7 separate regions of the Mus musculus genome follow, and all the other regions are linked to region 7. Evidence: chromatin contacts called from public Hi-C, HiChIP or PLAC-seq and promoter capture Hi-C data. All regions are on one chromosome and are shown on one strand. The core of a region is the stretch at or near the end of the contact, and the rest is flanking DNA. Distances in the headings are between cores, read along the strand shown.

What was found. Promoter capture Hi-C pulls out the DNA fragments that hold promoters and counts their contacts. Hi-C and Micro-C count contacts between places; a contact is called where the count stands out from the background. HiChIP or PLAC-seq counts read pairs in DNA pulled down with a chosen protein or histone mark. Capture Hi-C pulls out chosen DNA fragments and counts their contacts.
Region 1: a contact with region 7 is called in a promoter capture Hi-C map of liver, with 4 times the contacts expected there. The contact joins the enhancer-like site here to the promoter of Utp20 in region 7. A contact is called at or near these places in 5 of 39 promoter capture datasets (the C10 cell line, embryonic stem cells, hippocampal neurons and 1 more) and 1 of 115 datasets of contacts at active chromatin or transcription factors (embryonic stem cells).
Region 2: an H3K27ac HiChIP or PLAC-seq map of embryonic stem cells shows a contact between it and region 7, with 6 times the contacts expected there. The contact joins the enhancer-like site here to the promoter of Utp20 in region 7. A contact is called at or near these places in 9 of 39 promoter capture datasets (the 3T3-L1 cell line, the C10 cell line, the HPC-7 cell line and 5 more), 3 of 115 datasets of contacts at active chromatin or transcription factors (all in embryonic stem cells) and 1 of 9 other capture datasets (embryonic stem cells).
Region 3: an H3K27ac HiChIP or PLAC-seq map of thymic regulatory T cells shows a contact between it and region 7, with 6 times the contacts expected there. The contact joins the promoter of 1500026H17Rik here to the promoter of Utp20 in region 7. A contact is called at or near these places in 8 of 39 promoter capture datasets (the C10 cell line, HPC-7-derived erythroid cells, cranial neural crest and 4 more), 1 of 484 Hi-C or Micro-C datasets (CD8 T cells), 6 of 115 datasets of contacts at active chromatin or transcription factors (astrocytes, bone marrow-derived macrophages, differentiating embryonic stem cells and 2 more) and 1 of 9 other capture datasets (adipose tissue).
Region 4: a contact with region 7 is called in a promoter capture Hi-C map of pre-B cells. The contact joins the promoter of Actr6 here to the promoter of Utp20 in region 7. A contact is called at or near these places in 10 of 39 promoter capture datasets (the 3T3-L1 cell line, the C10 cell line, the HPC-7 cell line and 6 more), 1 of 484 Hi-C or Micro-C datasets (embryonic stem cells), 6 of 115 datasets of contacts at active chromatin or transcription factors (astrocytes, bone marrow-derived macrophages, embryonic stem cells and 3 more) and 2 of 9 other capture datasets (adipose tissue and liver).
Region 5: a contact with region 7 is called in a Hi-C map of LSK cells, with 4 times the contacts expected there. The contact joins the promoter of Nup37 here to the promoter of Utp20 in region 7. A contact is called at or near these places in 3 of 39 promoter capture datasets (liver, pre-B cells and stem cell-derived epiblast-like cells), 6 of 484 Hi-C or Micro-C datasets (CD4 T cells, CD8 T cells, LSK cells and 2 more), 2 of 115 datasets of contacts at active chromatin or transcription factors (bone marrow-derived macrophages and embryonic stem cells) and 2 of 9 other capture datasets (adipose tissue and liver).
Region 6: a promoter capture Hi-C map of adipose tissue shows a contact between it and region 7, with 3 times the contacts expected there. The contact joins the promoter of Gas2l3 here to the promoter of Utp20 in region 7. A contact is called at or near these places in 10 of 39 promoter capture datasets (the HPC-7 cell line, cranial neural crest, embryonic stem cells and 6 more), 3 of 484 Hi-C or Micro-C datasets (CD4 T cells, cerebral cortex and cortical neurons), 3 of 115 datasets of contacts at active chromatin or transcription factors (embryonic stem cells, extraembryonic endoderm stem cells and large pre-B cells) and 2 of 9 other capture datasets (adipose tissue and embryonic stem cells).

What each region holds. Positions count from the first base shown.
Region 1 is chr10:89,767,686-89,771,220 of GRCm38.p6, forward strand. All of the region lies in intron 1 of Uhrf1bp1l (UHRF1 (ICBP90) binding protein 1-like), which reads left to right. Among named protein-coding and RNA genes, the nearest start is that of Uhrf1bp1l, 24 kb to the left of the region's middle. Within about 2 kb of position 2,031, at least 25 of the 459 cell types and tissues checked have an H3K27ac peak or open chromatin away from gene starts, as enhancers often do. A contact at or near this core is called in liver, where this site is marked.
Region 2 is chr10:89,653,058-89,656,713 of GRCm38.p6, forward strand. Scyl2 (SCY1-like 2 (S. cerevisiae)) reads right to left here. Exons shown (of 18, transcript NM_198021.3): 9 at 3,651-3,656; 10 at 1,047-1,169. Among named protein-coding and RNA genes, the nearest start is that of Scyl2, 31 kb to the right of the region's middle. Within about 2 kb of position 2,389, at least 6 of the 459 cell types and tissues checked have an H3K27ac peak or open chromatin away from gene starts, as enhancers often do. A contact at or near this core is called in embryonic stem cells, where this site is marked.
Region 3 is chr10:89,684,862-89,688,614 of GRCm38.p6, forward strand. 1500026H17Rik (RIKEN cDNA 1500026H17 gene) reads left to right here and starts at 1,502. Exons shown (of 3, transcript NR_130956.1): 1 at 1,502-1,658. It overlaps Scyl2 (SCY1-like 2 (S. cerevisiae)), which reads right to left and starts at 1,433. Exons shown (of 18, transcript NM_198021.3): 1 at 1,177-1,433.
Region 4 is chr10:89,730,394-89,733,757 of GRCm38.p6, forward strand. It overlaps Actr6 (ARP6 actin-related protein 6), which reads right to left and starts at 1,902. Exons shown (of 11, transcript NM_025914.3): 1 at 1,781-1,902. The coding sequence starts at 1,848.
Region 5 is chr10:88,144,705-88,148,249 of GRCm38.p6, forward strand. Nup37 (nucleoporin 37) reads left to right here and starts at 2,288. Exons shown (of 10, transcript NM_027191.2): 1 at 2,288-2,368; 2 at 3,458-3,545. The coding sequence starts at 3,520. It overlaps Parpbp (PARP1 binding protein), which reads right to left and starts at 2,237. Exons shown (of 11, transcript NM_029249.2): 1 at 1,792-2,237.
Region 6 is chr10:89,442,321-89,445,785 of GRCm38.p6, forward strand. Gas2l3 (growth arrest-specific 2 like 3) reads right to left here and starts at 1,647. Exons shown (of 11, transcript NM_001033331.2): 1 at 1,535-1,647.
Region 7 is chr10:88,824,741-88,828,333 of GRCm38.p6, forward strand. Utp20 (UTP20 small subunit processome component) reads right to left here and starts at 2,074. Exons shown (of 62, transcript NM_175158.3): 1 at 1,866-2,074; 2 at 678-758. The coding sequence starts at 1,910.

The DNA of each region.
Region 1 (3,535 bases), core at 781-3,280, 940 kb after region 7:
ATGAGGTTTTTGCCTACGTGTGTGTGTGGGTGTACCTTGTGCACACCTGGTGCCCAGGGAGGTCAGAAGAGGCCGTTAGATCTCCTGGACCTGGAGGTGCAGGTGGTTGTGAATTGCCATGTTGCTGCTGGGAATTGAACAAGGGTACCCGAGAAGAGCAGCGTCAAGCCATCTCTCCAGCCCATTATTTAGTATCTTTGGGGTGTGTGTGTTTGTTTTGCTTTTGTTTGTTTGTTTGTTTGTTTGTTTATTTTTTGTTCTTTTGAGACAGGGTTTCTCTGTGTAACAGCACTAGCTCACCTGGAACCAGCTTTGTAGACAAGGCTGGCCTCAAACTCTCAGAGATTTGCCTGCCTTTGCCTCCTGAGTGCTGGGATTAAAGGTGTGCACCACCATGTCTGGCCAATTATTTAATATCTTAATGACTCAGTTTCATCACTTAAAATTTTAAGATTACGTTTGTTTATTGTGTGCATGCATGTCTGTGTGCTATAGAGTGAGTGTGGAGGTGAGGGCACAATGTACAGAATTTGATTCTCATCTTCCACCATCTGGGTACCAGAAATGGAACTCAGGTTCTCACAAATTCTAAGCTATCCTGCCAGCCCAGTTTCTCCACTTTTAGGATGAAGGGTATAATTATACATACTTTAGAAAGTTATAAGCCAAAATGAAGTCTATAAAGCACTTCAGAAGTGTAGCTGATAATCAGCAGCCATTGTGTAAAGAGTCTGGAAACACACAGAAAAGAATGTTTGTCTACTTGGAGACATCAGAGAGTATTTCTTAGTTCCGTTTGACCTGCATAGATTAGTCGCCAGTCTGTCAGAGTATCTGACACAGGCTACTTAGCAAGTGTTTAGCTCACAGTTTTGAAGGCTCAAGGTCCAAGTGGCTCTAGATTGATCCTTGGCTGTATCACCAGGTGGCAAATGGGAGAGAGCAATGGCAGGAGAATGTATTGGGAGCAAACAAGTGGTGATATCTTGAGCCAGGAGCAGGAGCGAGTGGGAGTGAGAACAAGCTAAAGAGGCCGGAGTCCTGACATCCCAAAGGACCTAAGAACCTGTCACAGGAGTCATAGGACAGAGGACTGACTCAACCATCATCACCCTCTGGGAGTTACGGAGGAAATAGTAGTGGGAAGGTGGGGCAGGAACAGGATCAGTGCGGCCATTGGATAAAGATCTACAGCAGGAAGAATTAGCTCAGGGGTGAGGGGGAGCATTAAGTAAGGAGTCTGTCACGCTGTGATCCAATTGTCCTTATCTCAGTTTCAGTTCTGGATTTTCCAGGTTCTAGAAGACTCAGTAGAGAGTAGTTATCCCTCACCTCCATTTTGTCAGGGTTGGGTGGTGGGGATAGGAATAGGGGGAGAGAGGCATTCTCGCCAGAGAATCTCTTCCTGAATTCTATCTAAGGTGACTGCAAGTTCGTGACAAAGACCAGAACTTTCTAGATGCTGCTGCAGGACACGCAGAACCTGATGTAAAAACTGACCTTTGAATGTCCTTGCAAATCTTGAAAATACTTCACTTTTATCTTGGTGCCTTTAGTCCGGAAGGGAGCTGAGATAGAATAGGTATATTTAGGGCTAACCAACCTTGAATTACCAGTTTCTATGCAGACGCTTCTTAAATGATTAACTTGCCTGTGTGCAGATTTGAGCAGGAATCTCAGCTGAGATTTGGAAGAGAGCAGATGCAAAATGAAAGCCCAGGGTTTTTCCTGTTTTTAGCTATCCATTGTGACATTTGCTGGGGTTGGGGGAGTTAGGGGAGTGGAAAGGGAAGAAGGGGGAGGGAGGTGTGAGGGAAGGTTAAGAGGAGGTGGGGGGGGGAGAGAGATTCCTATTTTCTCTCTCTCTCTCTCTCTCTCTCTCTCTCTCTCTCTCTCTCTGTGTGTGTGTGTGTGTATGTGTGTGTGTGTGTGTGTGTGTGTGTGTGTGTGTAGCCCTGCCTGCCTTGAACCTCTCTCCGTAGACCAGGCTGTCCTCAAACTCAGATCCAGCTGCCGCTGCCTCCTGCATGCCGGGATTAAAGGCGTGTGCCGCCACCACCTGGCTTAGGTCTCACCTCTTTACTGTCACAGTATCATACTATCTTGGGAACCAAGCAATCCTTTATGCACAGGGCTCTTTGGGGGAACATCCATCGTCCAGACTACAATACTAGACCATAAGAGGGAAGTAGGAATTTGGTTGGTGGAGGAAGAGCTAGGCATTCTGGGGCTTTGGGCTGGAGGAGATGGGAAGAAGATTGTTCTCAGGAGTAGCTGTGTTGGTCAGTCTGGCAAAGCTGCTCTACGGGATGAGATGTGCTTATGTGTACAGCAAGCAGGCTTTCTTCCGAAGTGATTATTCATTGGTTTGTGGCGGTTCTTGAGGTTGTGTTAAATTCTTAACTTGAAGTATAGCATCTTTATGACAGTGATTGGTGATTTTGGTCTCCCTGAACTTTGACTTTCCTAGTGCTGGCACAGAAAACACAGCTGTCAGGACCATGGCCCAGGAACATAGATTTAGTGTACCTCAAATACCATGTTCCAGTGTGGTAACAGTTCATGAAGCCTTTATGGTAAAACAGCAAAGAACATCATAAATCAAGACACATCAGATACATTGGTGGGAACTCAGTAGGGGGATTACAGCAAAGTGGACAAAGTCTCTTCTGTAGGCCCCAGATGTTGTCTGATATGCTTAGTCTCCGGGTTGGTAAAATCAGATGGTCTCTGTACATTCTGGTGGACTTACTTAATAGTTAGGGGTGTTAAGTGAAACAGCTGGGCAGTGAGGGAATATTTAGGGGACTTAGAGAGCCCAAGCTGGTTTGGCTCCCAATTGTAACATTCCAGTTCTCCACAATCACCGGGCTTTAAAAGCATTTCTTTATTATAATTATTGTGTATGCATGGTTAAGAGGCACACTCATGCCACTGTGTGTGTGTGAACATCAGAGGACAGTGCTGTGAGTTCTCTCACCACTTTTGGAGGATCCAGGCATTGAGCTCAGGTCACAAGGCTGTGGTAAGTGCCTTACCTGCTGAGTCCTCTTGCAGACCCCTCTACCACCCCACCACCCCCTTTCCCCTGAGACAGGGTTTCTCTGCGTAGCCCTGGCTGTCCTGGAACTCAGTCTGTAGACCAGGCTGGCCTCGAACCTGGAGATCCTCCTGCCTCTGCTTCCCAGGTGCTGGGATTAAAGGCCTGTGGCACCGCCACCCAGCTCAGCAATTACTTTTTGAAGAGTAGCTCGGTAAAATTAGAAATTTTTGTTTGGGAGAAGGAATTGTTTTCAGGTTTCAGAAATATCTCTAAAAGTATTGAAAAATAGGTTTGTAGTTTATTATTATCATTATTGTTTGTAGTACCAAGCATAGAAGTTCAGGTTTCTTGTTCTGTCTGGCACACAGGGTAAAATAATTTTTAAAGGATTTTATTTTAGGGATCTAGAGAAATGGCTTCACTGCTAAGAGCACTGTTGCTCTTTCTGAGGATACTAGTTCAGTTTCTAGCACCCACATCAGGCAGCTCCCA
Region 2 (3,656 bases), core at 1,139-3,638, 830 kb after region 7:
TATTGAAAAGACAAATCTGATCAGTCTTAAGGAAAGGCGCCAGACCTCCCTCTCCCACTCAGCTCATCTGTCACAGCACGAAAGAAGCTTCCGTATGCTTCACATTATTTGGTCCTTACACCAATTTGGGGGGATAAAAAAAGAATAGTTATAATCAGTTGAAAAATGTCATGGCTACACAGGGCCTGCAGTAGTGTTTCAAAGGGTTGTAATTACAACTAGTTCTGTTTTCCCTTGAGACACGATCTTTATGTAGCCCAGGCTGGCCTCAAATTTACAAGCCCTCTGCTTTAGCCTAAGTACCCCTAATTATACAGGGCTATAACTGTAGAGAGCTGAAAAGCAGAGGTTGAGTACGGCTTCCGACACTTATGGAATGATTTAACTACAAGGAAAAACTCAACTTCACACTTTAATAAACTTAAAGACAGAAATGCATCAAAAAATGTGACTTGAAATATATGGCAGAAGCAGATATATACAAAGCAGTACAAACCTATAGTCCCAGTCACAGTGTTTTTGAGACAGGATATCATGTAGCCCAAGCTAGCCAACAATTCCTGGTCTCCCTGCCTCTATCCCTCAAGTGCCAGGATTATAAGTGTGTACTACCACAATAGACTCCAACATCTTCTTTTTTTCCCCTGAAACTGAAGTTTCAGGCAGCCATGAGCAGCCTGACATGGGTGCTGGAAACCTAACGAGTGTTCTTTGTAAGAGCAGTGACACATATCTTTAATCCTAGCACTTAGGAGGCAGAAGCAGATGGGGCTCTGTGAACTCAAGGCCAGCCTGGGCTACCAGTAAGACTATCTCCATACAAACAGCACCTGCTCTTAACCTCTGAGCAATCTCTCCAGCCCTTTCCAATTTACTCTTTAGTTAGAAGTCAATATGCAGTAATAACAGTGGGTCAGCAGTATAATTCAATAACTACTAACTATTGAGTTGTATATAAAAGGTTAAGATTTAATCCTAAAATATGCCTTGCTGTTTCTTTCTCCCGCCTTTCAACTTCATGAGGGCAACGGAAGCAGATACTGTGCCTGGATCTGAATGGAAGGAGCCTCCAGAGCTCTGTAGACCATGGGCAGGACACTGTTCTTTATCTCATCAGGAGGGGTTTTGGTTAGCAGCAAATCCATTTTTTGTAGAAAAATTAGCAAAATCTGTGTGAGAAAAGGGAAGATTATGAAAATCTGCAATCTTTAAGAAATTCTGTATCCTCCCAATTTAAAGTGTTTTCAGAAGATTAAGTTCTGTTTGTGGACACTCACCATGTTGCTAGCCTGAAGGCATGGAAGACAAAAACACACAGATCAAGTCTCTTACATGTCTACAGCAATGCTTAATTATCCAAACAAAGACTAACCTCCAAAGAGCTACAGGAACACATGGCTCCCCTACATGTTTCAATTATCCAAAAGAGTGCTGCATTTAAAAAGGAAATAAAAGCCAACAGAAATGAAAACATCTGTGAGGAATTTTTAATTGTTTCTAACATCATTTTGCTAGCTGCCTCTACATACCTAAATTGTAAGAAACAAACCAAAATACTTAAGTGAGATCTTTATTTATTTTATATGTATGAGTGCTTTGCCTGCCAATCTGTCTATTCACTAACATGGAAGCCAGAAGGCAGCACTCGAGTTCCTGACACTGGAGCTACAAATGGTTTTGAGCTGCCGTGTGGGTGATGGGAATCAAACCCAGGTCGGCAGTGCTCTGAACTCTCCAAGTCCCAGAATACTTAGTTTTTCCAATGCTCAATTAAAATTTTTCAGGAGGGCTTATTAATGGAAAAACTAAGAGGAGAAGGAAGACAAAGGTACCTTAGTTTCATTTCCTAATGCTGTGGTAAAAGCAAGTGAAAAATAAAAGAGTTTGTTTGCATCACAGTTCCGGGTGGTGCACTGTGGTGGAGAAGGCAGGCAGCAGGAACCTGGAGCAGCTAGTTACAGCCACACAGACAGAATGCTCACTAGAGCTCTGCTCTCTCTCCTTTGCTTCAGGACAGGACAGTTTGTAAAGTGTTACTGTTGCCCATACCGCAGGGTACAGCTTCCCACCTCAGCTAATTTACTTAAGAAAAGCCCTCCCAAGCATAGTCACAAAATAGCCTAATCCAGACTCTCTCATACTGAGGTTCTTCTCAGGTGCTTCTACAGAGCCAATAATCAAAAGTTACCAAACTAAAAAGAACAGGGTCAATCATGTGTCTTAGGATTTTCATCGTGACTGATGAACAATTTGGGTGACATGCCAACCTGACACTGTGACAACCGTCAGGGAGCCCAGGTTTAAAGCTCAGAGCTCTATCCTGTGACCTGTGCCTGGTTAGTAGGAGCACCGCACAGACTGTCTTCTACATTCTTAAGGAAAGGGAACTGGAGAAGAAGCCACAAGAACTGGCAGCAGGCCTTTAATCCCAGCACTCAGGAGGCAGAGGCAGGCAGATCCATCTTTGTGAGTTTGAGGTTAGCCTGGTCAACAAAGCGAGAGCCAAGTGAGCCAGGGCTACATGGTGAGACCCTGCTGCAGCAGGTTAGGGGTTAGGGACACCAGAAGGCTGAAAGAGAGGGGAGACAACCGCTCACAAGCACACTGTTCAAAATCTCAGAAGGATAGTTAATATGCTAGTTTCTAAAAAGTAAAAAATAAATTCTCCACTTTCACGGGGACAACTGCAACCAATCACAGAGCCGGCCCATCAGACAGTTCATGCTGACTAGTAAGCTACTGCCACCCGGTAGCAGAAACACCTAATGGTGTCTCAGCCAACAACTCTACATGTTAAAATGAGGATAAAAGCTTTCAGATGATGATGACTGCTACATGGTTCTAAAACAGAGATGAACCCAGACTCTAATCCAGGTATGTAAGCCCACACTTCTTAAACTCAAGATAAATATCTACTGTAACAAAATCTATATAATTTATTTCACTTACACATTCACATTATATACATATGCATTGTGTGTGTATGTATATATATATATATATATATATATATATATATATAATTTGCATTTTTCTCATACATACACAGATCACATACTAGTTCTATGATGCTTTACACATTTTCCTCTTTTAATAAAATTATTTATTAGAAAAAAATAGAGACAACTGACATACATCATCTAAAAATTAACTAATGGAGTATCAAGCCAAATAAAAGTATCAAAAACTTGATTTTTCCAAACTGCCAGCTTTTAATTAGGGACAATGTAACACATGCAAAGTCTGATTACAACTTATTTTCTAAGACAATGACTTATAAAAAGCCACAAACATTCATTTGCTAAGTTTAATTATAATATTAGCTTTCTGACTAGTGAAAAAATCTAATATACGTACCTCAAGTATTTAAACACTTAACATTTTTTATTTATTTTTATTTGACATGTATGGGTGTTTTGCCTGAATGTGTATGTCTGTGCCTGGTTCCTGGAGTCGAGTTGGGTCCCGAGGATAGGAGTTACAGATGGCTGTGAGCCACCATGTGGGTGCTGGGAATTGAGCCAGGTCCTCTGCAAGAGCAGCCAGCACTAAGCCATTTCTTTTAAAAGCTCAAAATAGTCACTGTTTTGTTCTTAGGGATAGTAGCTATTACAATAACGCATAAACATTTGGAAGTCCTCACAACATACCTGGAT
Region 3 (3,753 bases), core at 252-2,751, 860 kb after region 7:
TTTTTGGTTTTTTTTTTTTGAGAGGATAAATCACAAATTTCAACTATGTCAACATGATTTAATTCCCAAATATAGAATGTATTTGTATAGCAATGTCCTACTGTATGGAATTACAACACATCTGTATTACATATGTAATCGTCTCTGACAGACAAAATGAATGATCTTCACATGTGCGTAGGTATATCTGAACAGAATAAAGCTCTATGTGTTCAGTTAGGCTCCTTTCCTTTGCATAACCACAATCCCCTTCTCCTCCAACCTTTATTAAGGAGGGGAAAGCCTTCAAAGTCGAAAAAGAATCTTCCAAGCAAACACCAGAACTGCTTGGGTTTTGTAATGGCTGACTGACTTACAGCATCTTTGTTAAATTGCTTTCTCTGAACAGAGGCGCACGACTCAGAAAACTTAAATACGGCGTTTCAAAGTGTCATCACACAATCCCTGGTTTTGATGTGCAAAGAAAAACCTCTAGCTGATAATTTACAATCAAAATCACTTTAAGGAGCTGGTCTGGAGTCTCTTCAATCCTGTTGAGAAAGGGAAACACTGTGTGTCCTTAATTACTGATCACAGGTAACGCGTCCATGCGAATCCCAAGAAGTTTCTGCAAGCTTTATCTGTCTAAACCTTTTTCTGTAGCTTAAACAGGCGCACTGGAGCCCCCATGGGGATTTCTTTCTCTCAAACCTTATCTGCCCCACCCACCTCACACACACAATAACCGTCCAGTCCAGAAAGACAACTACCATCAGAGAAAGGCGTCCGAAGTGCAGGGCCTTAGCCGGTGACCCCAGCTATCGGAACCAAGTATCAGAAACGAGGGGGGCTGTCTCAGCAGTCCCGGAGCACTGTCCAATTTCCCAAAAGGATACGGAGATCTCCACGGCGGAAACCCGAGCTCCTGCGCCAGCTCTGGGGACTCTCCCAGCAGCAGAATGACCCAGGCAGCGGGGCTCCCGTCGCCCGAAGGCCTCGCCCAGAGTCACCGGCCTCTGAGATCCGCTCCCTCCCGCTTCTCGCTACCTGGATCCGGCTTCCCGGGCCACCCACCGCCAGCCCGCCCGACCCGGCCCGTCACTAGGCAACAGTAGCAGCCGGGAGGCCCGGGGAGACCCGTAGCCCGCAAGCTGGCCGCAGACCCAGGTCGCCCGGTGCCCGAGACAGGTCACTCACCTCGCAGCCGGCTACCTGGAGGGGCGGTGCTGGGGCCGGTCCCCCGCCGGCTCCCTCAATGCCTCCGGGCTGTGACTGCTCGGGCCGCGCTCCTGGCCGCCACCGAACGCTTACTCCATCTCCTCCGTCACCCCCGAGTCCGCAGAACCCCGAGATCGAGGAGTAAAGGGGGAAGGGAGGGAAGGGACTAGGGAAGAAGAGCACGGTAGGGGGAAGAGCACCGAAAGACCTGCCCGCTCCTGCATGACGTCACTTCCGGGCGGTTCGGAAGGGTAAGGCTTGGCTTCCCTCCGCCCTCCCCGAGGCGGAGTGAGGCGGGGCTCCCGGGGCGGGGGTGGAGCCAGCCCGGGCCTCTGCTGACAGCCGTACCTGTGACTCTGATCACTAGTCTTCGCGGGCAAGACCAGCTTTCCGGGGCCCCAGGCTAGGAAGCCCGAGTTTCTGGAACCATAGAAGGGGATTCTCCAAGATAATGAGGACAGGTAACCAAATGTATATTGGAGATGACTGACAGTGACTTGATGGCTGGACACTGCAGCTCTGGTTGTGAGGCCCCTCCCCTTTTCTGTTTCCCAGGCCACCTGCCCTTGCTGGTCTAGTGACTGATTACATAGGACTCAGCTTTCTCTGACTTTCTGCTAAGTGACCTTAGAACCTAGAAAAGCCGTGCTTCTCACACAGGGCCGTGTTAAAGTGCAGATTCTGCTGCACAAGTAGGATCGGATGCTCTGCGTTTCTAAGACATTCTCAGATAACCCCGGTGCCACAGTTCCACAATTAGAGCAACAAAGATTATTTATCTTACGTGCTTAATGAAAGAAGTAAATTGTTCTGAAAAATATACCTAGGTGAAACTGGGCACAGCCTCTGTCTCCCTGCTATCCATCCAAGTAACCCGTACATAGTAGTAGGACTACTACCACCCTAACTAACCCTAACCCTGCCTCTCCTGTCTCTGCTCTGTCCCTGGTTCAGGTTAAAATGTCTTAAGATGGGTAATAGGGTAGATTCTATTACAAGAAGAATTGGAGGAGGGGGAGGAAGAGAAGAGGGAAGAGGATTATGGGGTGTGTGTGTATGTGTGTGTACATGTTTGTGTGGTGTGTTTACATGTTTGTGTAGGTACAGCTGTATGTACACACGCCAGAAAAGCTCGAGGCTAGAGGTTAGCCTTAGGAGTTGTTCCTGGGGAGCTGTCCATGTTTTTGAGACAAGGTCTCTAAATAGAACCTGGTGCTTTGCCTTTCTCTTATCTCTTCAGCTGTGAAATTAGGAGCACCCACCACCAAGCCTGGCTTTTTAATGTATGTTCAGGAGATCCAACTTAGATCTGCATGCTTAGAAAGTTATCATCTCACTAGCTGAGCCTTCTCTTTCCAGCCCCAGAAGGGTGGACTTTTATTTCTGTCCTTTTGCCAAGAGCATCTTATAAGTTATGTGTTGGTAATGTTACTTCTAGTTCTTCGTGGTCAAGAAAGGAAAGGCTTAGATTCTTGTATTCTGCACACAAAACATCTAGAAATCATGTTCTCTATATTTCAACTTTTTCTTTCTTACATGCTTTAATTTCATATTTTACTGGGGTAGGAGGAACTAGTTTATCTCTACTAAACATGAGTCTCTTTTTTGGAGTGATAAAATGGCCTGGGGTTAGATGATAGCAGTGATTGTACAAGGTTGCCAACGCACCAAGAAACACTGAATTAAACATTTTGACAGAATCCTAGTGAGCAAACCTAATCCTTTGCAGACCATGTGAGAATAGCTATCACAGGATATTTGAACACACTGTGAACCTCTGAGATTGTGTTACTTGCTGAAAAGGAAAAAGAAAAAGAAAGAAAGAAAAAGAAAAAAAGAAAAACCTGTTTCTAGTTGTGGTATGGCTCAGTCCTAGCACATACCTTTAATCCAAGAGCTTTCTGTTTATTGTAAACAGGATTACATTAAGTCATCGGTAGGTCAAGAGGCAGAGCAAGCTTTAAGTGAGGTAGGCAGGAGGTGTAAGCGAACTTTCCTCTTCACATACAGCACAGGCACTTTTGCTTCCTCTGGTGAAGAAGGGCTGCGAATGCCAAGCATTTAAGTATCTCTGCTCTAAATATTAGTCTTCCTTGGAGTCTCTTCCAGTTCTTCTTCCTTCTCTACATACCTTCTTTAGGCACCCAGTATGTTCTTGATTCTGTGACGATTTGATGAAAGAAATGCAGTAAAGGTTGTAACCATTAATGAAATATGGCTGCATCCCACCTGACTGCCTGTGGTGGTTAGAATGAAAGTGGCCCCCATAGGTTCATAGGCAGTGGCACTATTAGGAGACATGTCCATGGTGGAGTAGGTGTGGCCTTGTTGGAGGAAGTGTGTCACTGGGGGAGGGGGGCTTTAAGGCAGTCTATAACAATATATATATATAGCTAATAAGCTTTCTTAAATTATCATCAAAAGAAGACAGATTAGGCTTCCAAATAAAGGGTCAGTGTATATGATAATTCTCAGGTTAACACATTCTAAGGGTAATACAGTCGGCATAATAGAGTAAATTTCTGCTCTGAGTCTCTAGATAACCTTGGCTATGTT
Region 4 (3,364 bases), core at 652-3,151, 910 kb after region 7:
ACAAAAGAGAAGGAAAAGAGCCCACAAGAAGGCACAAGAATCAGAGACCCACTCATTCACACGCTCAGGAGTCCCAGAAACACACTAAACTGGAAGCTAGAGTATAAGCACACAGGACCTGATGCAGAGCTGTGCAGGCCGTGTGCACAGGGCTTCAGTCTCTGAGGACTCATGACCTTTGCTCATGTTGATTTAGAAGGCCTGGTTATCTTGCTGTCCTCCGTCCCCTCTGGCTCTGAGGGGACGGATTTGCTGGAGACAAACCATTTAGAGCTGAATGTTCCGAGGTCTCTCACTCTCTGTGTAAAGTCTGGCTGTGGGCCTTGATTTGTCTTTAACGAGATCAGGGGGCCAGGAATGATGGGTTATGCTTACAATTCCAGCACTCAGGAGGCTGAGACAGGAGGACTCTCATGAGTTTGAGGCCAGTTTAGGATACACAATGCCCAGCTGGGCCACTGCGTAAGACCTTATCTCAATAAAGAACCACAGGGGCTTGGAGGCTATATAGTTCAGTAGCACAGCACTTTCCTAACATGTCCTAGGCCCATAATTCATTCTCCAGCACATTAAAAACAAAACAGAAAATCTGGTTCTATATGTATTTACATGCATCTGTTTATTTATGTATTTATGTGCACAGGTATTTTTCCTGCGTGTATGTCTGTGCACCGTGTGTGTGTGTGTGTGTGTATGTGAGAGAGAGAGAGAGAGGGAGAGAGAGAGAGAGAGAGAGAGAGAGAGAGAGAGGGAGAGAGAGAGAGAGAGAAAGAGAGGAGTTACAGACAGTTGTTAGCGGCCATGTAGGTGCTGGGAATTGAACGTAGGCCCTCTAGAAGAGCAGAATGAGCGGGTTAGCCATTTCTCCAGCCCCATGTACCTAGTTCTTAATGAGGAAAAAAAAAACTTATGTGGAAGCCTTATATATAAATGGCTTCCATCACCACTAAAGCTGTGAGAATCTGGTCATATGAGAATCTGGTCATATGGGCTGGGCTAAGAAGTAATGTTGTGCTTGTCCACCGTGCAAGAGTTCAACATAGCATTAAAAAAAAAAAATTCAGTCAAATGCCCACTGAGTTCTGAAGTAGTGGCCCTCAGCTGTAATCCTAGCAACCAGGAGGTGGAGGCAGGAGGATCTTAAATTCAAGGTCATCCTGGATTACACGCTGTGCTGCAAGGCAGCAGGGGGTGTAGCTCTGTGGGAAGGTACTAATTACCTACGCAAAGTCCTAGATTTCAGTTCTAGCACTGTGAAAGTCTACTATTTATTCAAACATACATTTTATAAAACACATCTTAAGATGCCACCGTAGCGTTCCTGACTTTACCAACCAGGTTATTCAACTTGGTTCCCCAATGCCTTCAAACTCCCTGGACTCTAATGAAGTGGGTTTTACTATTTGGGAGGTTGGGGGGCATTGAACCTTTTGAGGATCCGATGAAAACCTATAATCGTGTTCCCCTAAAGGCGAAACGTTGCCCACTATTTCTGAAATTTCATAAACTTTAGTCTCCTCAGTCAATCTCGAGAAGCCTATTTCCCGTTACCAAACGGAACATACATTCACTTCCGCAGCCCCGCGGCCTCAAACAAAAAATCAAAGTCAATTTCAGTTCAAAGCATCAAACCAACCAACGAACCCAGCTCGAAACTGAGCATCCCCCGACTGAGGCTGGAGGCGCGCGATGGCGTCTGTGGATCACGCAAATCGGAAAGCATAGTCTGTCAAGTTAAAAGGCGTACGTGTCCTGTCCCTCGGGAACGACGACCACTTACGAGACACTGTCATGGCTGTAACCGATTTTGGCGTTGTAAGCTCCATTATCCAGAACTAGGGTCGTCATTTCGGCACGCACCACGCTGCAGCGGAGTCGCTTTCCCACTGTTTGAATCTCCTCTGCTCAGGCTTCTTCCGGTACTCTATGGTCGATGGGGGCGTGGCCGTGGCGTAAACTTCCGGTTACCCTGACAACGGAGTACGCCAGAAGTCGAGCAGCGGAGCAGCCCTTCCTGTGCTTGTATCCAGTTTTCAAATGCATCGATTTTCGGTGGCAGCGACATTCCGTAGTAGAAACTGCTAAGTACTTTATTTCTTTTGATTTTCTTTACTGCGCACATTGGCGAGTGGAAGCTTTTTGTGAGCCCTTTGGTGGGCTGCGTGTGCGTGTATCTGATTAGAGTTGTTAAGACACTCCGAGCCTTGAAGAATTGAGTATGAAACCATACGCATCGTGGAACTGGATACGAAGTCTCTTCAGCCTCACCTTCATTTCTTGGCACTCGTCATCAGGTTATAGAATTTGGTCACAATAAATTATGTATGGGCTGTGTTGTTATCTGCGTTGTGCTTTAACTTATTTGCACATTCCCCAACGAATCCCCCTGCTTGTTCTCCGCTACTTATTTATGTATCCTATCTACAAAGGACTTCTTGACATCTGACATGTTCCTTGTCTGCTCTGACTCCTGGAATTAGATATCGTTCCTGGGTGTTTCTGTACAACGGAGAGCTTGTGTTTCATAATGTTAAGAAAAAGTTTTGGAGTTGAGCGTAATGGTACACGCCTTTAATCCCAGCACTCGGGAGACAGAGGGAGGTGGCTCTCTGGGTGTTCAAAACCAGCCTGGTTTACGTAGGACAGCCAGACATACACGATACAGAGAGTCTCTCTCAAAATGTTTTGATTGGAATGTAGACTCTGCTACAAAATAATCTCGGGTAATGAATCTGATATAAATGAATACACAGCCATGCTTAAGAGTAAGTTAGCTACACAGAGAAACCCTGTCTCAAAAAAACCAAAACCAAAACAAAAAAAAAAAAAAAAAAGAGAGAGTAAGCTGTTTCACTTTCTTTACACGTATTAACTAGTGTTTAAAACTCCAGGAGATAAAGAGATGAGAGTGTGGCCTTCTAATTTTAAACTGTGACTATGACATTAAAAACATATAAGCGGGCTGGAGAGACGGCTCAGAGGATAAGAGCACTGACTGCTCGTCCGAAGGTCCTGAGTTCAAATCCCAGCAACCACATAGTGGCTCACAATCACCTGTAATGAGATCTGATACCCTCTTCTGGTGCATCTGAAGTCAGCTACAGTGTACTTATGTATAATAATAAATAAATCTTAAAAAAAATGTTTAAACTAAGCCGGGCGGTGGTGGCGGACATCTTTAATCCCAGCACTTGGGAGGCAGAGGCAGGCAGATTTCTGAGTTCAAGGCCAGCCTGGTCTACAAGTGAGTTCCAGGACAGCCAGGGCTATACAGAGAAACCCTGTCTCAAAAAAAAAAAAAAAAAAAAAAAAAAGAAAAAAGAAAAAAAAAGAAAAAAGAAAAAAATGTTTAAGCAACTTAATG
Region 5 (3,545 bases), core at 1,038-3,537, 680 kb before region 7:
ACACCTAATTTCCTTGACTCTGGTCTCTTTTGGTACATGTTGGACAGGGCATGCCTATGAGTCTACTCCCCAGTAAAAACTCTGGCAGAGTTTCTAATAACTTTCCTCAATAGACAACATTCCCCATGACTGTCACAGCCTGTGTCTGGGAGAACTAAGCATGACTCTCTGAGGACATTGAGAAGCCTGGGCTTGGTCTCCCTCAATCTACTTCACATGCCTTTTCCCTTCACTAACACTACCTTGATCCTTTTGCTACAGTGGTTCCCACCTGCAGCTACACCTCAATGTTGACTTTCCTGCTCCTCCTAGCAAATGACCCCTCTGGGGAGACCTAACTCCCAAGCCCGGGTAAGGTGCTGAAGAAAGCATGCAAAGAGAAGTAAGGTATTCCTGCTGCCAACTGATACAACTCACAGCCATGAAAGAGGCAGCTTATCCTGGGGAGACCCCATCAACATGGAAGGTGAGCCGGCAGCACCAGTCATCTGCTCAAGGCTAGCAGAGGAATCAATAACTTAACCAGCCCAAACTGCCGACCCACAGATTCAAAGCAAATACTCGGTTGCTATTGTACAGTGACTATGGTTTTTGATGTTTTGTTACACAGCAAACTGATAATAAGCCAACGAACAAATGAAGCTTCTTAGTGCCAAATACTTTCCATTTAATATTAATTACTTTGTTCCATCTCCTGTGTCCTGATGATGTCAGTCTACAAATGTCTGGTTTTGACACATGAAGAAAATAATGTTCAATGACACGAAGCTAGTAAATAGCCAAAAAAGCATAAATTCAAGATTTCTAAGTTTTCCCTAACTTCTGCATGCATACAGAACCCTTTCAAAATAAGCCTAGATGTGTCTGTATTCTAGGCAGCCATGCTATGGAATCAGTCCCCTCTCTACTTCCAGTCTTCTCTGTGTCTCTTTTTACAAGTCTGCTGTGTGTATATGTTCGCCTTTATGTAAGCACATGTGTATGGAGGCCCAAGGTTGACACTGAGTGTCTTCTCCACTGCTCTCCACCTTGTTGACTTGCCCCGGCATCACTTGTCTACACCTCTAGCACACTGGGGTTGCAAGCAGACTACTACACCAGTGTCTCCGTTAGCCCTGGGGATTTGGATTCCAGTCCTCATAGCTGTCCAGGCGCTTTATCCAGTGAGCCACCTCCCCAGGCCTCACTCACAATTCTCTGATGAGCACCTAGGTTATCTCCTATTTATCTCTTAAAAAACAAAATTGAAGAAGACACAAAAGCATGAGCTATGGGTGATATGATTAGTTTGCCTGAAATATTTTTTTTTTCCATCAACCATTTAAACATGTAAAACCATGTTTAGTTCTAGATCTGGCTATTCACCAACAGGCATCTGGGCTGGCATGCCAATATCCACTGTAGTTCCAGCTTTTCCAGGGTTACCTAACTTTAGATCTGGCTGCCCAGGTATAAGAATGGTCACAAAGCAATCAGGACTATGCCGCCCCCTCTGTTCTACCTCCCAGCCTGTTGTGAAGACTCGATGAGACGCTGGATATGAACAAAACAGAAGGTGTCAGAGGGAATAAACTCTTGCTTTTAAACTGGATTCAAAGTGCACTGGAGCAGAAAATCTGAGACAGGTAGTTGTCGCTGGAAGGTAAAGTGAGAGAGCACCACACTTAGCTAACTATCCCTGCCACCACACCCCTGCATTAGCTGTACCTCGTGATTACCACAAATTTCTCCACGTCCATAATTGGGACTACTTAACAGAATTATAAGGCACCAGTGAAGGAAATAGCCAACCTCCTTATTGCCAGCACTTAGCAAATCTCCATTAAAAGATGACAGGTGACAGTTATTCTTCTTGCCTGGTCCGGAATGGCCCTCTGAAGGATGCAACGACAGAAAATCTGAGAAGCCTGCACTCGTCGTGTGCCAGATCCCCGATCTAACGGACTAAAAGAAGATTTTGATGGGTTTCGGTCTTGCCGAAGCCCTAGCGTCTTTTTTTCCACGGGACACCGTGAAGTCGGGGCGAAGCCACTGCGCAGACAACGCCACTGGCTGGCACGTCGCTGTCACCGAGATGCGTTCGCAGAGCAGCAGCCCGAATGCCCACTGGAACTGCGACCCGGGGGCACAGAAGAGACCAGACCCACCTCGTCCAGTGACCCAGGCTGGGTGCAAGCGGAGGGAGGAGCAGCGCAGCCAGGACGCCGGAAGGCAGAGGTTTGAATCGCCTCGGCGTCCCTTTCAAATCTCGCGGCACGACCTGGGAACCAATCGCCGCGCTCGCCCTCCGACCCGGAAGCAGAGCGGGCGCACGCCCTGGCCACCTATGGTCGGGAGAGCCTTGCCCAGGTCGCCTCCCCTGCTTTAGGTGCGTATCGAGTGCGGTGACCGGGGATCGCCAGCTTGTGCTGCTTCCCCAGGGGCGCTTCCCTGTTCTCCAGAGCTCTTCCTTGTGACCTCGCGAGGTGGGAGTGGGTTTTCTCGGGCGACGCGTGGGGGACACAACTCCAGGGACCCTGGGAATATTGACCCAGGGCTTTAAAGACCTGGAGGTCAGGGGTTGCCATCAAATCCGGACCTCAAGTCCCCTGCATGCCTTATACCTCTCTGCTCTATGGTCTTCTCACCTGCCGGTCCCGCGTAACATGTGTCCAGTCTCTCTGAGATGGGACTTAATCTGAAAAAACTCAGCAGATAACTCAGGATTTTACGTGTTCTTTCTTAGCCTAGGGTGCCTCCTTTTCATTAACAACAAAGTAAAAATTAATTTGCACGTGAGAATGCTATTTCTACAGTACACACTACCTGTCTCGAGACAAATTAGTTGAGGATTGTGACAGGTGTTAATAACGTTAGTATCACACATTACTCCAGAGCCTGTATTTTTTAATCTCCTTATTTTATTGCATGGGTAATGGTTGGTTATAACTATTGCTACCTGATATTATCCTTCAAGGCTCTTGGACTCCATGTGTCTTTAGGCAGGGGTGGGACTTTCCAGTTCATCGGACCCTTGATAGTTCAGGTGGTCTGTCAAATTAGAATGTTAAAGGTCATATAATTCGAACAAATAATGTAGCATAGTCCTGAGATAGGCAGGTGTGTGTATTTGTGTTTTCTCTAGCATGTAGGCCCAACACATGCTAAATCTTTTAAATCCTCAACCTGTTGACGAACTTGGCAAATTTCTTCATAGGCAAAGAAGGGACTATTGGTAGTACCGGCGTTTATGGTACTCTTGCATATGACAGTGTCAGTACAACTTTCCAACTACAAATAGTGCTGCATCTCTATTGCTTAATAATCTTAGGACTCTATTTGTATTAAATTTATTCATGTGTGTGTTAATATAAGCAGACTTCTCTTTTGAGCTGGCTCTGACATTGCTATACCAAGCCCCATTATGATTCTTCTGTTGAATGACAAACACTTTGTAAATTTTGTTTGTGATCCACAGTTTCCTGACAGGCAATAAACAACTATTTGATTCTTACAACTGCTCCAGCTTTGGGATACAAGATGAAGCAAGATGCTACAAGAAATGC
Region 6 (3,465 bases), core at 397-2,896, 620 kb after region 7:
TCCCAGCACTTGGCAGGCGGAGTTCTGAGTTCGAGGCCAGCCTGGTCTACCGAGTGAGTTCCAGGATAGCCAGGGCTACACAGAGAAACCCTGTCTCGGAACAAAAAAAAAAAAAAAAAAAAAGGAAAAGAAGAGGAGGAGGAGGAGAAAGAGGACTTATTATTATTATCCAAGAAATGTAATTAGGTTACTGCAAAAATTATTTCTGAGGCAGTTCTCTCTGATGATGAGGTTCTAATTCAACGCAAACTCGAGACAAATCAGATTAGCTTCCCATTCTCTCAATACATCCTTATTAGGTGTGTAAAAGGTGTACCTGATCCAAACATGAACAACTACTGAAAGACAGTAAAACATGTTGTACACTTTACTTTCTCAACAGGAAGGTGAAAAACATGCCTGAGGTAAGGAACTCTGCCCAGCGTCTCCAATGTCATGGCAGCAGACAGCTAGAAAGCAGTGTCAGCTGACCATAGTAAGTTTTAAAAACTGATGAGTCAGATGCAGCACCACGTCAGAATCTACACCAGAATATTCTTACTAGTTTCCTCCTGAAGGGAATTAAAGGTGTGGGGAAATCCCAATTTTCAATCATTCTGTGTAAGCTCAAGAGAAGTGAGCCCACAGCCATTCAGAACTACTTATCTAAGGGTAGTCATTAACGACCTCACATGGGCTAAGCAAAACCCAAACTCTGACCTAGACTGGACCCGCAGAAAAACACGTTCCTTCGTTTTAAAGAAAGACTACAGAGCACTCTAATGTGATCGACTCGGCCCCTAGGTTTAAAGGAGACAGGATGGAACGAGGTTGGGGTGGGGTGGGGGTGGGGGATATGCATGGGGATGCAAGCTCTTCAAATGGTTCCTCCGCCTCCCAGGGCATTCTGCAAGCCTCCCCCAATTCAGTTCTCCAAACCCAGGGGTGTGGGTGGGAGAGCGTTGTGCAAGGGCTCCACTAATGTTCCCTAATTCCGTTAAGTCTGGGAGATCTGAGCCCTGCAGAAGCGAAATAAGGAAGAGTCTGTAGTGCCTATCACGGGGCAAAACAGCAGCGTGATCATGAGTAGGAGTCTGTCCTGGGCCAATGATTATATCCCTTCCTTTCTGAGGATGATGATGAAGAAGAATCAAGTGACCTTTCTGGCTGGGCGCTGGGCAGCAGGGTGACCGGCTACCATGCACTAGTTTGTGTCTCAGAGCAGGACAGGTCGCGGCTCTACCTCGCGCCCCTCCCGCTCCCGAGCTCACACTTATAGCCCCTCTTACCCACCAGAGCGGGCAGGTGTCGGAAGGTGAGCTGAACGTCACCGTGACAGCCCCAAGAGCCAATCATAGCAGGCGGCTCCCTCAGTCAGCCAATCGCAGAGTTCTAGGGAATCCTGCAGCTCTGTAGCCCACCTGAACTCCACCGGGACGCTATAGACTGGGGAGGTGGGGGTGGGGAGTCCGTGCTGAGGCGCAGCAAAGATGCCGCAGGACAGGCAACGGAAAGTTAGGGAGGAAAAGAGAAATCCAAGAGGGAAGTCACTCACCAGCCCGGGAGCGAGATCACTTCTCCGGGCGACTCGGGCTCAATCTGTGCGTGCCAGCAAGCCTGCAACCAACCGCCGCCGCCGCCGCAGTTCGTCGCCCAGCGCGGCCGCCTGTTTCGAAGGAGCCAATCAGAACCGGAGGCGTGGTCTGGGCGCCACGCCTCCGGAGACTTTCTACCGCACGAAGAATTCGTAGCGACCTTTTCCAGTCCAGTCTCTATCAGTGGCAGTGACAACCCCTCCTATTTGTCCCGTCGTTCAGGAGAGTGTGTGAAGCCCGCCTCTCAAGGCTGCTTCAGAGCGCCCTGGAATGTTGCTCTTCCCAGGACTTTGAGCTCCTTCCAACCCTAAAATCTGCTTACATCCATCCGGAGGGGCACTGAGGTTTCCAGAAACACAAACCAACCCAGCAGGGACCCGTCCAAAGCAGAAGTCTTTCAGACAGAGCCCACCCCAGGCCCCTCACTGTGAAAGAGAGAGAAAAACCCTGCAGTCACCCCTGGAAGCCAAAAGAGGATGTTGGCTCTTCCTTCAGGAAACGTGGGGGAAAGGGGAGTTGGATGTCAAAGTAACAATGTAGCCATGTGATTGTTACACTGTAGTGATAGATGTGAGTTAACTTCAAAAGTGGCTTTTTGATGTGGGCTGATCTTACTGGCTAAAAGCCTGGAGGTTCTGTGTTCTGGCCCAAGTTCTTAGATTCCTGCGGCTTCTGTTCCTTTTAAGTCTTGACACCTCGAATGTGCAGGCTTCTCCATCTCTAAATTGTGGGCATTGAACTGAAACCTGGTCTCTCACAAAAACAATACAGCTTTCATAGGGAACAAAACAATCTCAGTTTTCAAAGGGCTGAGGGGCATGGAATGGGGAGTCTGTGAAACAGGGTGATGGTCAGAGGTTTGGAAATGACTAGATATTGAAGGAACAACAGGAATCTGCCAGAGGAAGTCATTGCTATGAACGATTGATTCCTAGGCAGGAGTAACAGCAAATGCAGGACCCGGGAGGCACATGGAACGTTCTGGAAGGAATCGTTTTGCATAACCTAAGTTTGGACCTGGAGAGACAGAGCAGTCTGAAAGTATGTGTGTATGAAGGTAGGCCTGATAGATACTGAGGGATGTAGATGCAGTCCTGGTGCAGGCCTGTGAGATAATTACAAGGATATAAAGAACAAGGAAATTCATTTGTGGGGTTTTCATTTTAGGGAGGGGGGGGTGTGTTCACTTTCAAAGATTTTTGAAGAAAGGAACAGAATAGTTTGTCATTAAAACAAACAAACAAACAAAAAGCAACCTAAAATGACAACTCCCTAAAGTAGCTCAGAAGGCGGGTATGAAGGAAGTATCTGGAAGAACTAAGAGGGTGATTTATCTGGCCTTGGTTATTATGTGGTGGCACTAGTCTTAGGAATACAGGAAAAACAAGCTGTGGTAGAGGACCAGTGTTCATTTTCGCTGGGTGTATTAAGTTTGAAGTTCAAGATAATCGTAGAGCTAAAGATGTCCCGATAACAGCTGAGCTGGCTGGAGCTACTTCAATCCATCTAAGCAGAAGATAAGGATTAGAGATGCTCTGCGGCAGGCCCTATCCTAAGCACCAGGGATCCTGCTCTCCCGGGATTCCAAGTGGAGAAGGCCATCATTAAAAATTGATCAATGGACTTGATGATATCAGCCTGTAGTTGTTCCTGGTTTTTTGTTTCCTAATTGCAGTCCATCTGAGATCTCTTTGCCGACTGCAACAGCAGCAGAAATTCACAGAGTCTGTTAAAATCGCCCTGTGTTTCCCAATATTTCTTATTTAAAACCATGGGGCTATTTATATGCCTCCTCATTTAGCCAGATTTTGATGCTTTAAATTAGATATCAAAATATGTGCACTTCCCTGTAAAACTTTAAGAACAACTGTGTCTAAGTCCCTAGCACCAC
Region 7 (3,593 bases), core at 824-3,323:
GATGTTATCATTCAACATGCTAACGTGGTAGAAGACAATGCTGGCAAAGACTCGGTACAGAATCTGCTCAGTAACAGATGAAGAGCTGAGGTTGAAACCCCAAGTTAAAGGTGTCAACGCTAACAAGACTGAGGTTAGGGTTAAGGCTTTTAAGAAAGGCTAGCAGAAGCACTAAGGGCTTGGTGCAGCAAAAAGGAAAACCCTTCTTCACAGAAGATGGCAGGTATGTGGTTAGAACCAGAAAAAAGTGCAGTTTAGTATCTTCGAGAGGAAGGAACTAAACACCAGGAAAGTGATTTCACTAAAATCACTTTAAAATCGGAGCTGCCAAAAAGTACAGGTCTGTAGACCCACTCGCAATGGACATGAGAAAAGAAGAGTTTCCAGTAACAAAACCCAATTGAGAATCAAGTCAAGCCAAGTCAAGTTCAACACGGCATCATCCGACTGAACAAGGCCAGGATGAACATGCACCATCTGGTATGGTACTCCTCTCGAATGATTCCAGCTAGCTGCATATAGCTATTGAGGGATTTAGGTTTAAAGTGAATGAACATATTTGCTGTGTGTGGTTTTTTAATTAGACAACACAGGTCTAAATCACTGCATGTACATTACAAATGGCTTGAAAAACAGCTTACTTACATTGGTGAGAGAAATTTAAAACTCCCTCTTACCTCGTCATAGCTTGCAGTTCTGTCGATACGGTGAATAATATCAATGTTCACATTCCCCAGTCTCTCTGCAAATGTAAGAAACTGCAGAGAAAAAGCATATTTAAGACATATTAGCATTCAATGCTTATCAGGTTTTGATATCTGCTGGAGTAAAACTACACCATAATCACATCAAATTCTGAACACAGAACGTTTTAGAGCTTCAGTGAGCAACCTCTGGACCATCACCACAAACAACAGTACCCTTAGCGTATCATTTCAGACCCGTGGTTTCTATTGGTCATAAAATATGTAACTTTTTAAAATAAGAGCAGCTATTACTTATGAAACACAAAAGGTAAATGTAAGAACTCTAAACAAAAGCAGTTACTACTTGAAGATAATAAATACTTGTACTTTTTGCATAACTTACTTCATCTGTATTTCTTTTTTCTTTTAACTTAAGTACCCTTGGAACAGGCTATGTAGCCAACGATGACCTTAAAATTTAAGTTCAGACCCTCTTGCTTCTACATCCCCAGGTCTGGGGTAACAGGCATTTAGCCATCACACCTGTTTTTGTTGTAACTGTTGTTGTTTTTAATGGGGATCCAACCTAGGGCTCCCTGAATGTTATTCAAACACTCCACCAACCGATCTACCTCCTACATTATGTTTTATCAAATACAATTTCCACACAGACTGGAACCTGGACGAACGCTTTCACACCACACCGAAAGCACAGGGATCTCGCTAAGTTGTGGGAACAGGTATATTTTTTAAAAACAGACAGACTCAGTTACAAAAGGGCTTGGAAAGGCATTATAAAGTACAACAGTAGCCAGCAGAAGTCATTCGCCACTTGCCAGCTCGCTCTACCCTCCTCTGTTCAGTCTTTAAAGTTAGAAGGGGGACTCGGTTGCAGACGATCCCCTGGGCCAATCAATTTGAGCCTGGAGTGAAGGGAGTTGCCCAGACAGGCCAGATCTCACCGCTAAAAGGCGGACTCTGGAATTCAAGTTTCCTCACTCCCCTGCGAACTAATGTTTTTTTTTTTTTTTTATACTGGCATAGTCTCCCATTTTCGCCAGAGCCCCGGGCAAGCGATTCCGGCTCTGCCCGGACTTGCAGGCCCTGGGGTTAAGGCGATCAGCTGGTCAGGCAGAGGCAGGGCGAACCGCGGCTCCGGGCCCAAACTCCCGCGCTCACCCGGTATGTGTTCTCGGTCTTGTGCGAAAGTGGCTTTGGCTTCATGGCTGCGGCGGGACAGCGGCCCGCGAGGGTCTCAGGACGACAGGAAGGGATCCGCGGGCACTGCGGAGGAGAAAGTTACTCCCACGCGGTACTCTCCAATGCTCCGGTGCCTGCTTTTCCTCACGTGTAGTTAGTGCCGCTGGGCGCCGCCATGTTGGAAAGCCAGGATGTGTGGGTCATGTGGGCGGAAGAGGCGGGCCGAGCATGCGTGCTCTTCCTGATTGTCAGTCGTGCAGTTTGCGGATGTACAGTTTTTGCTACATGAGAAGTTGGCCAACACAAAACAAACTCAGTGGTATTTTTGTGGACGTTTTGTTTTGTTTTGGACATTGTTTGTCATATTTGTCATTTGCCTGTTGGTCTTGATTTTCGTTTTTGTAGATTGGTGGTGATGGTGGGGTTTGGTTTGGTTTGGTGTTTTGTTTTTTCAAGACAGGGTTTCTCTAATCCTGGCTGTCCTGGAACTCACTGTGTAGACCAGGCCGGCCTCGAACTCAGAAATCCGCCTACCTCTACCTCCCAAGTGCTGGGATTAAAGGCTTATGCCACCACTGCCCAGCGTCCTTCCTTCCTTCCTTTCTTTCTTTCTTTCTTTCTTTCTTTCTTTCTTTCTTTCTTTCTTTTTTAAGAGAGAAGAATGTACAGTTGAATGGGTTGGGAGAATCTGAGAGGAGTTGGGAAAGGGAAAAACACGATCAAAATATATTGTATGAAAATTTTTAATAAAAAGGATAAAAGGGTTTTATTATAGAAAGAAAGCATAACCGTCACAACCTAGCATTAACTGCTGCTCGATACATACCGTGCACCATCAAAAGCTGTTTCCACCCATAATACAGTAATGCTGGTTATAAACTCAAAACGTGAAGTGTATGTTTGTTTGTTTTTTTTAAGCCCCCTTGGCATGCAAGGAAACCAAAGTTGGGCATCTTGTAAGTGACGATCTTCATTCACACGCAGACTCCGAGGTCCAGGTTTTAGTTTAGTACTAGAAAATAAAATCTGGCTCTTCACGAATGCCAGGAAGCAGCTCTACCACTAAGCTAGATCCTACAGCTCTTAATCATATATATAGAGAGAGTGTGTGTGTACAGTCGATGAGCCATGGAGTTATTTGCACAAAAATTGATGGAGGAAGGTCCAAGTGCAAAGTCCTTGAGATAAGATTTCATCCTAGCCTGGCTTGTGAGTAGTCAGAGCCCATCATGGGTAGAATACAGTGAATCAAGATATCTTTGCCTCCATTTATTACCTTTCCCATTGTAATCCATTTTAATCCATGGGAGTTCTGGGTATTTCTTCAAATCATGAAACAGTTCCCATGACTTTTGAACTGGGTTTGGTTGGCCAATCCATCATCATTTTATATTTTCTGTCCCCATGAGTTTTGTTTTGTTTTGTTTTGAGACAAAGTTTTTTTGTATAGCCTTGGCCATCCTTTCACTGTAGCCCAAGTGGGTTTCAAACTCAAAGAGCCCCCTGTCTCTGCTACTCAGTGCTGGGATCAGAAGTGTGCACCACCAATCACCACCCAGCTCCCTTCCTCATGATTCTCTGTGTTAAAGAGTAAGGTGTAAAACTGCCCCAATTATATACAAGTCAAACAATCCAAACGGAAATAACACTAGTAAGGTTCCTTATTCATAATAGACTTTGAATGTCTGAAATAATCCCGCATCCATT